Linked DNA regions of Mus musculus: region 2 is linked to region 1. The links are chromatin contacts, called in public promoter capture Hi-C maps. All regions are on one chromosome and are shown on one strand. The core of a region is the stretch at or near the end of the contact, and the rest is flanking DNA. Distances in the headings are between cores, read along the strand shown. Region 1 holds the start of Snap25 (synaptosomal-associated protein 25). Region 2 overlaps Plcb4 (phospholipase C, beta 4).

Evidence for each region. Promoter capture Hi-C pulls out the DNA fragments that hold promoters and counts their contacts.
Region 2: a promoter capture Hi-C map of stem cell-derived epiblast-like cells shows a contact between it and region 1, with 2.1 times the contacts expected there. The contact joins the enhancer-like site here to the promoter of Snap25 in region 1. A contact is called at or near these places in 2 of 39 promoter capture datasets (hippocampal neurons and stem cell-derived epiblast-like cells), 1 of 484 Hi-C or Micro-C datasets (cerebral cortex) and 2 of 115 datasets of contacts at active chromatin or transcription factors (astrocytes and embryonic forebrain).

Annotation. Positions count from the first base shown.
Region 1 is chr2:136,709,978-136,715,326 of GRCm38.p6, forward strand. Snap25 (synaptosomal-associated protein 25) reads left to right here and starts at 3,473. Exons shown (of 8, transcript NM_011428.3): 1 at 3,473-3,623. Gm32659 (a long non-coding RNA gene) reads right to left here and starts at 4,361. Exons shown (of 3, transcript XR_375013.3): 1 at 3,896-4,361.
Region 2 is chr2:135,986,790-135,991,618 of GRCm38.p6, forward strand. It overlaps Plcb4 (phospholipase C, beta 4), which reads left to right. Exons shown (of 39, transcript NM_001355153.1): 30 at 691-740; 31 at 1,048-1,113. Among named protein-coding and RNA genes, the nearest start is that of Lamp5, 69 kb to the right of the region's middle. Within about 2 kb of position 1,807, at least 24 of the 459 cell types and tissues checked have an H3K27ac peak or open chromatin away from gene starts, as enhancers often do. A contact at or near this core is called in stem cell-derived epiblast-like cells, where this site is marked.

The DNA of each region.
Region 1 (5,349 bases), core at 2,223-4,722:
CCTCTAAGGCTCAGAGAACACTGGGGAAGTGGGAATAGAAGGACTAGAAAAGCCAGAAGATATGAAGGGTTATAAAATACCATCTATGGAGCAAGAAAGAGCCATCAGAATCATCAGCTCGCAACAGCTATTGACACATGCACTATGTCTGCAAACGAAATGAGCCTGTGAACTGTCAGGTATGGATGGAGGAGGGATCCGGAGCCCTGTCACTCACTTCTGCACTGTTTGCTACCCTCAGGCTCAGGGAATGGAGAGAGCATCCATCTCCTTCAGTTGTGTACTCACCGATGACCTTATCAGGCTCCACTGAACACTTCCAATTCAGTGATTACACAGATAGTCCCCAGGGAAACTAAATGGGCCCCAAAACAAAACCCATAGTTGTGAGCCAAGAAAGAGAGTGGTAGGAATATGGAAGAAGAGGGAATTACAAAGATGATGAGAAGGTGGAAGAGAGAATAATCAGAATACAATATATGAATGCATGAAATTGTCAAACAACACAAATAACAAAAACATACTTTTATGAAATTGTAATTGTCAAGCCAACTAACAATCTTTGGAGGTTTTTTTTTTCTCTTGTTTTCTGAATTTATATTTATCCATGTATTTATTCATTTACATTTTGGCATTTTGGAACAAGGTCTTACTATAAAGCCCAGGCTAGCTTCAAACTTACTGTATAGCCCAGGCTGGCCTTGAACTCACAATGAAGCCCTTGCCTTAGCCTCCCACTTGGCTATGAATCTTGAACTTTGTATTCCAAGAATAACCATTGCAAATTAGAATGCTTGGGGGCATGGTATACCAAAGAGCTTTCAGAGACTGCATTAGCATACCATACATACCCATTAATCACAGCAGTGAGTTCCTTGGCATCAGGAACTACACATACTGGATCTTTGTAGAGGGGACTCAGACACAGCTAAATCATTTCGGGGCAAAATTGTCTTCACCTTGCTTCTCTGTATGGGCCAAGTCATTGTAAACCCAGAATAACATAAATCTGCTGGCCGGGGACTGTCAATCATCACCACGGGAGTTTTTGTTTGTTCTGCTTTATTTTAATGAAACAATAGAAACAATACGATATTCAAAGTATATTAGGGACTATCTTGCTACACAGGAAAAGCTTTTACATTTCCAGGGTATCTTAGATTAGATCTTAGTGATTCCCAAGCATAGAGAACCTCTTATCATCATTTTGTGAAGGAGCATACAGATATGAATAATGCTGTCACCTCTTTCAGAGGGGCTGTTGGTATTTTCTGTGGCTCCATGAGTCAGTGCGACTCTGTCTTCCTCTCTGTAATTTCTGAAGTTGTCAGTGTGAGGAATCTTCAGCTAAAGATTCAGAACACCAAGCTCTTCTCTCCGGTGCTTGCCACATCACTTTTGCCTGCAGAATGAGGCTCCCTCAATGACGTACTTAAAAAAAAAAGGGGGGGGGGGGAAATCCCCTGCCCCCATTCTTTCACAAACTTTCTGCCTGAATGATTTCTAGTTGGAGGGCCCTATACATATTTTCTTTCTCCTTCTTGTAGGGTAGTTTGTCTGTCTCTGCCAACTCTGCATGCTGCCTTTTTTTTCCCAAGTCATATCATAACTGAAAAATATTACATTCTTAAGCCTATTCCTGCGAGCTTTATTATAATGAAAATATGAGCTGGAATGGCAGCCTAGTGAGGGCCAAGCATATTTTTTTCTGTCGTACAAAAATTTAAATGTTGAATAACTCAGTAAGCAAATTGCAGCAGCAATATTTCAGGAATCCGGTTTTAATCAAAACCCAAACACCATCATCATCGCAAACATTAAGATTTCAAAATATCCTTTGGATCTTGGTATCTGTTAGAAAAAGGAAATTCTGCTCCTCTCCTATGTACATCCACCCAACCCCCTCCTCCCTCAGCTCCCCGTCTGTCTTCGCCTACAATTAAAAGCTTTATTACCTAAGCTTGCCTTTAAAACCAGCAAGCGTGGTGTGTGTGTGTGTGTGTGTGTGTGTGTGTGTGTGTGTGTGTGTTATCGAGACCGGGGCGGGGGGCGTTTACGCGTTGCTTTTCAGATCCAGTTTTAAGTGTGTGTGTGTGTGTGTGTGTGTGTGTGTGTGTGTGTGTGTGTGCGCGTGTGTGTTTCTAAGAGAAAAGGATTTTCCATCGCCCAAGAGGCCATCAAGTTTTAAGATTGCGAGGCACGACTTCTAATCGCATCCTCCGCGGAAAAGTACAAACAGTTCCTGAGACGAGGTCCCCCACCTCCCACGCGCTCCCCAGCTCTCCCTCCCTGCCTAGAACCCGGACAACCTCCCCAACACCTGTGAATCATCTAGAGGCTGCACCACCGAACTATTTGCATATCGCCGCCTGCCCTACCCAGCTCCTGACTGCTCCTGACGCACGACAAGCAAAGACAGGATTATATTGTGTGGTTATTACTTCTAATCTTTCATCTGAACCAGCAGAAGTAGACATTCTTGCTCATACCAGACCCAGAGGTTCAGAGGGTCGGCCACTGAAAGTGCTTGTGCAATGAGTGACCCTCCAGATTTCAGTACTGTCCTAGCCACCTTCCCCCCACCCCCACCCCCGGATGTCTGGACACGTTCTAAGAAACCCGAATACCGCTCTAGGCCCAGACTGCAAATTCAACCCGCCACAGAGTCATCTATAAGCCCCGGGCAAACAACTCGCAACTCAAAGCCCTAGCCCTGCAAACCCAAGCTAATAGGGCTAACTAGCTTCCCTCTCCCTTTCCCCAACTCAGGTGTTATCTCGGTGATAATTGCTCTGACGTACTTTAAAAGAAAGTGTGAGCCTTTCCCAAACTGGCCATGATTAAATGAGAACTCTAAACCTGCAATGCTGCTTTAATACAATAATTTTCATAAAAATAGCAATGTGAGTAACCTGGTCACGAAAGGAGCTGGTGAGAGCGAGAGCTGAGGGGAATGCCTCTTCGGACCCTCTTCTCTGGAGAAAATAAATCACAACAGAAATCTATGCCAATCCCTCACATCATTACCCTTCTATTCCTTTACCTTCCTCTCGTGTCTGTGACTCAACCAAAGACAAATCATCAGGGGAACGTTTTACATATAAATATGTATATGTTTACATTATTATAATTGTATATACATTCCAAACACACGTATTTACATACATATATTCACATATGCATGCACACGTAAGCAAACGCATAGGCCATCAGGAAAACAGTCGCAAGAAATATGTATTTCCCAAGACGGTGCTAAAATGGAGTCAAAAGAATCGCTCCATTTGGGTGTTTATAAAAGATTGAAATAAAAAGGGTTGCTGCAAAGCGCTCAGGGAGCTGAGTCAAGCGCTCCGCACCTCCCGGCTCCTCCCCTACCGCCCCCAGCCACCTTCCTCCCTCCGCCCTCCCCCATCACACTTCCTCCCCGCCCCTCGAGGAGCCGGCTATTAAAAGCTGCTGACGTCAAAGGAACGGCCATCTTTGATGAGGGCAGAGCTCACGTTGCATTGAAGAAGAAACCTCGGGGAGGTCTGGAGCTGTCTTTCCTTCCCTCCCTACCCGGCGGCTCCTCCACTCTTGCTACCTGCAGGGATCAGCGGACAGCATCCTCCGGAGAAGACAAGGTAAAGAGCCCCCTCCCCCGATCCAGGTCCTAGCCCTGTATGGCTGCATACACAGAAGGGACTGCAGCTGGCAGCCCAAGTGAGCCTGGGTAAATACAAGTATTGGTGCACTTAGGGTGCGGTATTCCCTGTGTGCATATCTACCTAGACTCTCGCCTGGGGCTGCATAAAAGTATTTTCGAGGTGAGCTGTTTGGAGAAGGAGTGAATGGGGACACTACAGATGGAGTGGTGGGAAGAAATAGCGAGGATGTGTACAGAATAATAACTTACTCTTTTGAAGCAGCCGTGGGACCCTCTTCCATCTTGCGATGCAGTTTTGAGATATGTTTAGGTTATTAGGATTGTGGGGTTTTTTTTCTACCTGTAGTCTAAAATTTAAAAGCAAAACACGATCTTGTAGTTCGTTCCAACCCTATGATTATGACTGTAGTGTTTAGGGCACTGCTACCCAAGGGAGATGAGAAGGCAGGGTGTGGGCGCTGGGGAGGCGAAAGGAGAAGGGGGGCAGTTCCCTCCCTGGGCAAGCTGAGCTGCGGCAGCGGCAGCGGCAGCAGCCTCCATGCCCCACAGACTTGATTTATGCCGCCTGCCCCAAGTCAGCTACAGGCGAGCATGTGCTGCAAAGTGGGAGAGCTCTGGAGGTTTGGTGCGGTGGGCTAGACTAGTGGGGGTGCGATGGCGGGAGCTCAGCACCCTGGACAGGAGTGCTCGGCGCCCGCGTCGGCGCCCTGACCTTTCAGCACCGCGGACAGCGATCCGGCTGCAGCGCCGCATTACCTGCTGCAGAGATGCCTGGCTGGGACTAGAGGCCAAATTTTCTCTCTGAGATCCAGGTCTTATAGAAAGTCTTAATAGAGCTCGCATAGTAGATTAAAAGAAAGACAGAAGAATAAATCCTGTCAGCAGGGATTTATTTACAGACAATTGCCTGCTCTCTTCCTCACTTCCCACGTAGCTTCAAGAAAAAGCAGACTACTTGTAGAAGCCTTCTGTATTTCTTCCTGTGCCTTGGTTTAGACAAAAACAAAACAACAAAACAAAACAAAACCATACTTTTAAAAACGGTCACTTATCCTCCATTACGACATATATACTGTAATTTTTTGTATTTAACACAGGGTAGATATATCCGTTGATATTAGGTGGGCTCCAGTGGGCTTATAAGATGATGCTAGTACTATCTATTTATAGGACAGTTCCTTCCCTGTGTTTTTTTTTAATATGGGTTATCTGAACTAGTTTCTGGAATAAATCCCTTTGTCACTTTTCCTTTATTCTTAAAACTAGGTAGAAACAAGCATACACAGCCAAAAGAAAAATTTCAATATCTTTGGCTGTGGTTTTGGAGTTAGTGCATTTCATATTAACATTGGATATGGCAGATTGATTGCTGTAGATGTTGACGTTAAGAATGGTCATCCTTGGGAGAAGTTAAACATGTCCTTCAGGGTTATGAATCGGCTGAAGCAGGAATCTGACCCCCAAGATTCACTGCAATTTCTATTATGGCACTGCAGGATTTTGCTGAGGTCATGATAACTATTTTCTTCTCTGAGGCTTAGAGACTCCGCATGAGCAAAAATTGTCATGATGATAAATATCTGTTTGATTTAGAGTCTCATAATTGTCATGAATGTATCAAGACTAAAATGATATGCTTTCCACAGTTGTTAAATGAGAATAACAGCTTCATATATAAGGATGTATATAATGCATTAAAGACA
Region 2 (4,829 bases), core at 557-3,056, 720 kb before region 1:
ACAAGCAAGAGCATGGGTCTCCATACCTATCCTCCTTAAATACATCATACCTGCTTTGGGGATTCCAGTAGAAGTCAGTTATCTTTGAATACACAATCGTTCTGTTTGCCTACAATGAAAATCTGTAATCAAACAGAACCATCTGAGGATTCTTCTTCGGCAATTGTGTTTACCGTGACTACTCTGAGTCCAGCCTTTACTCAGCTAGCAAACAGGCTGAGTGTCTTACTCAAGGTTTTCATGACAGAACCCCTTAAATAGGTAGTCTGATTTCATTTTTCCTGTGTTTAGGACATTGCCACACTCAATAGCACATTGCTTAGATGCTAAGGTTAAATCTACCCCAAAGAAGCTTACCATGTTTTGCTTCTTGGTGATGGATGACTAAGATAGGAGTCGAGCTGGAAGTTAGTTGACTGATACCACGTACCCAAATGCAAAGATGAAAATAACTGCGGCAGGTCCTAGGTGCCTGGCCGCTCGATGGGTCCACTTAGCCCATGCCCCAGTGCTAAGAAGGCTGGCTGATTGAGAGTTATAGCTACTCCTCCTCAATTGCCCTGAGACCGTGGGTAAAAAGCCCATGCAAGCTGTTTTGGAAGTATCAGGTATACCTTAGAAAGTTTATATTGTCTGTTATTTACTCTAATTTTAATATACATAATGATATTTTTGTGACTTTTTTTAAAGGTATTGAACTTATCCCTCAAGTGAGGATAGAAGATTTAAAGCAAATGAAGGTAAAATGTCTTGACTACTTTTTAGATGTCCGAGTACTATGAACATTGATGAAACAAGGGTTTTTTTTTTTTTTTCATCACAAAGTACAATCATTATGATTACCTCTGGCAAAAGGATAGATGGAAAGAAGGGAAGAGAAAGACAGAGAGAGGGAGGGGGCGGAGAGAGGGAGAGAGAGGAAGGGAAGGAGGGAGCAAGGGTGGGAGACAGGGAGGGAGGGAGAGAGACAGACAGACAGACAGACAGACAGACAGACAGACAGAATGAATCTCATTTCGGATCAGATCCTCTTTTTCTCCCCTGCAGGCTTACTTGAAGCATTTAAAGAAACAACAGAAGGAGTTAAACTCTTTAAAGAAGAAACATGCAAAGGTAGTGTGGTTTTGCATACGTGGCTGTGCATTTTGTTGGTTCTTTTGTATTTTACTTTTAGCTCTATGATGAAGACCTACCACTTCATTTTGTGTTGTGTACAATGAACCATTCATCACCCAGAAGACTAGTTAGAAGCTAATGCTAGACAGCAAGTGTGACCCCCGTTATCTCACTGGTAACTGCTGGTGCCTTGTTCTCTGGTTGCTGTGCAGTAGTTTATAAAAGCAGTGTATGTGGGGAGATGCTAGCAGGGGCCATCTCTCACAGTCCTTGTCAATATAACTAGAAACCTATTTCTGAACTTTCTGTACTTTTATTATTTATCGCTAAGAAGCCTGTCAGACAGGGATCAGAAGAAATCTTAAGAGGAAGATGCAAATTTAAGAGAACAACAAGAAGTGGCCCTGAGGTTTCCCAGATAAGTTGAGAAGGTTCTCAGTTTTCAGTTTCTTTCGATTTTCAGGCTTTTTTCTGATCTTCTCTTGCAGAGGAGGGATGGAGGCTTATAGAACTGAGTTAGGGGGATACAGAACTGGGGTGGCAGAATGCTGAACTGGGGCAGTGAGGGGGTACACAACTGAGGTGTGTGTGGGGGGTACACAACTGTGGTGGGATTGGGGATGCAGAACTGAACTATGTGTGTGGGATACAGGACTGAGGTGTGTGTAGGATACAGGACTGAGGTGTGTGTGGGGGATACAGGACTGAGGTGTGTGTGTGGGACACAGGACTGAGGTGTGTGTGTGGGACACAGGACTGAGGTGTGTGTGTGGGATACAGGACTGAGGTGTGTGTGTGGGACACAGGACTGAGGTGTGTGTGTGGGATACAGGACTGAGGTGTGTGTGTGGGATACATGACTGAGGTGTGTGTGGGGAACACAGGACTGAGGTGTGTGTGGGGAACACAGGACTGATGTGGGGTTGGGTATGCAGAACTGAGGTGTGTGTGTGATGCTGAACTGCTTTTCCCTCTTGAGAAGCCTAACTACTGCACCCACTGTCAGGATCCTGTGAGTCACAGAGAGACAGAGACCCAATTTGTTTGTCTGAAAGGACTTTGAAACTCTTTCATGTAAACATTGCTTGCCCACTTCTTTGTACTCTGCCCAGGCACCATGCAGGTCTGTGCTTCCTGCTGGGAGTGAGGAATAAGCATACCAATGTGCCAATGGCATGGCAGACAGGCTTGTCCTTTCTCTAATGGTTTGTTCTCAGTCTGTCTTAGTCAGGGTTTCTATTCCTGCACAAACATCATGACCAAGAAGCAAATTGGGGAGGAAAGGGTTTATTCGGCTTACACTTCCATACTGCTGTTCATCACCAAGGAAGTCAGGACTGGAACTCAAGCAGGTCAGGAAGCAGGAGCTGATGCAGAGGCCATGGAGGGATGTTCTTTCCTGACTTGCTTCCTCTGGCTTGCTCAACCTGCTCTCTTATAGAACCAAGACTACCAGCCCAGAGATGGTCCCACCCACAAGGGGCCTTTCCTTCTTGATCACTAATTGAGAAAATGCCTTACAGTTGGATCTCATGGAGGCATTTCCTCAACTGAAACTCCTTTCTCTGTGATAACTCCAGCTGTGTCAAGTTGACACACAAAACCAGCCAGTACACAGTCCAAACCTTACCTGGACCCATGATGTTCCCTGTGCTGTGGAGTTGATAGTTGAGCATGTTTACTGACAGGTCACTTCCACAACTCTTCCATACTCTCCTGAGCACATGTTGTACTTATTTCTATATTGCCTGGCAAAATACCATGACCTACACAACTTATGAAAGAAATCATTGCATGGGGTCTCACAGGTTCACAGGGTAAAAGTCCATGACCATTGTGGTAGGGAAGAAGCTGAGAGCTTACAAGTTTAGACTACGAGAGAGACAGAGACACAGAGAGAAACAGAGAGACAGACAGACAGACAGGGAAAGACAGAGAGAAAGACACACAGAGAGACAGACAGAGAGAGACTCTCTCACTGGGAATGGCCTATGCTTTTGAAACCTCACAGCCCACACCCAGGAACACACATCCAGGAAGGGCACACCACCCAATCCTTCCCTCTCTTCTTGGCAAGGGGTAAAGAATTGTTAAAGATGTTCCATTTAAAGATGAGTGCGTAGTCTCTCTTCAATACTTTGACCAATTATGAGTCCCTGTACTGAGGGCTGCCCACTAATAAAAGGAGCTTTTCCCACCAAGATTGGGAGCAGACCAGGTCTGTGGGTGTAAACATAAATATATAGAAGGCAACATGACAAAGCGACCATTTAATAAAATAACAATAGCAGGTTCTGTGCTGGGGCTTATGATCTCCTAAGCCCTGGTCTTGTGACTAGAATTACCATACCAGCATGAAATTCCTTCTTGTGAAGCAGGTCTCAGATCCCATCAGAAAGTAGTTACCAACCCTGTAACAGCCATGCCGCTATTGCACGGGTGGGTACACAGCGTCTGTCTTTCTTCAGGATTTAATTTTTAGCATTGAATTGTTGGGCTAGAGCCACAGGGCTTCACAGAGATGCATCTTGTGCCAGCCCAGACTGAGTTGCTATCTCCAAGCAAGGTGTGAAAATGCTTTTTATTTTTTTTTAATAAAAGAAAATCATGCTTTATGACCTTTTTGTTTCTTTTTTTCCCTCTTTTATTGAAAATAGGGTTTTTTTTCCCCTCACATACTATATCCTGTGTAGTAGTAGCCGGCCCGCGGCCTACATGAACCAGGTATTCCTGGAAGGTAGGCTGGGGCTGAAAGAGAGACTAGGTGGCAAGAAAAGAATGATGAGGCCAAGACAAATTTTTCTCTGATCAAGGCCCACGGAGTTTACTAAGAGACTGTGCTTAAAAGGGGGAAGGCTCATTCCCCTTCCCCCACCCCCACCCCCCACCCCCCCACCCCCGCGCCGCTGCCCCCGCCCCCTGCCAGTCCATCCCTGGTGCTTTGTCGCCATGCTGTCAGCACTTCGTAGCCAGGCTGTTGCTTATTCAGGAATGTCTCAGGAAGACCGGTTCAGCAGGTAGCAGAATCTCAGGGCAGTTGTCACTTCAAAAGAAGCCAGCCAAGTTGGAAAGCTGCACCGCAGGTGGCCCCACCTCAGTGGCAACAAGGTCTGCACCAGCCCGCTTCAGGCTGGGGGAGGCTACAATTCTGATTTTTTATTTCCTTCCCTCCTCTCCTTCCAGTTCCTACCTCTCCTCCAATTCAGATTCACTCCCTTTCTGTCTCTCATTAGGAAACACACAGGCTTCTAAGGGATAATAACAAAAATAATATAATAACATAAAACAAAACTAACACATTGGAATGAGACATAACAAACAAACAGAAGGGAAAGAGCCTAAGAGAAGGACAGGAAATAGACATAGATGCAGAGACCCACTTGTCACACACTCAGGGATACCACCACAACACTAAACTGACTGCTATACGTACCCAAAGGAACAATGCTGGCCTGTGACTACTGCCCAGTCTCTGTGAGTCATGTGCGTCAATCATGTTGCTTTAGAGGGCCTTGTTTCCTTGGTGACCTCCATCCCTGCTGGTTCTTATGCTCTTCCCACCTCTGCTCCTGCAGGGTTCCTTGAGCCTCAAGAGGATGGAGAAAACCTATTGAGGGCAGAGTTTTCCAAGAACTCACTCTACATATTACCTGGATCTGGGTCTCTGTATTTGTTCCCATCTGCTGCAGGAGAAAATGTCTCTCATGCTGGCT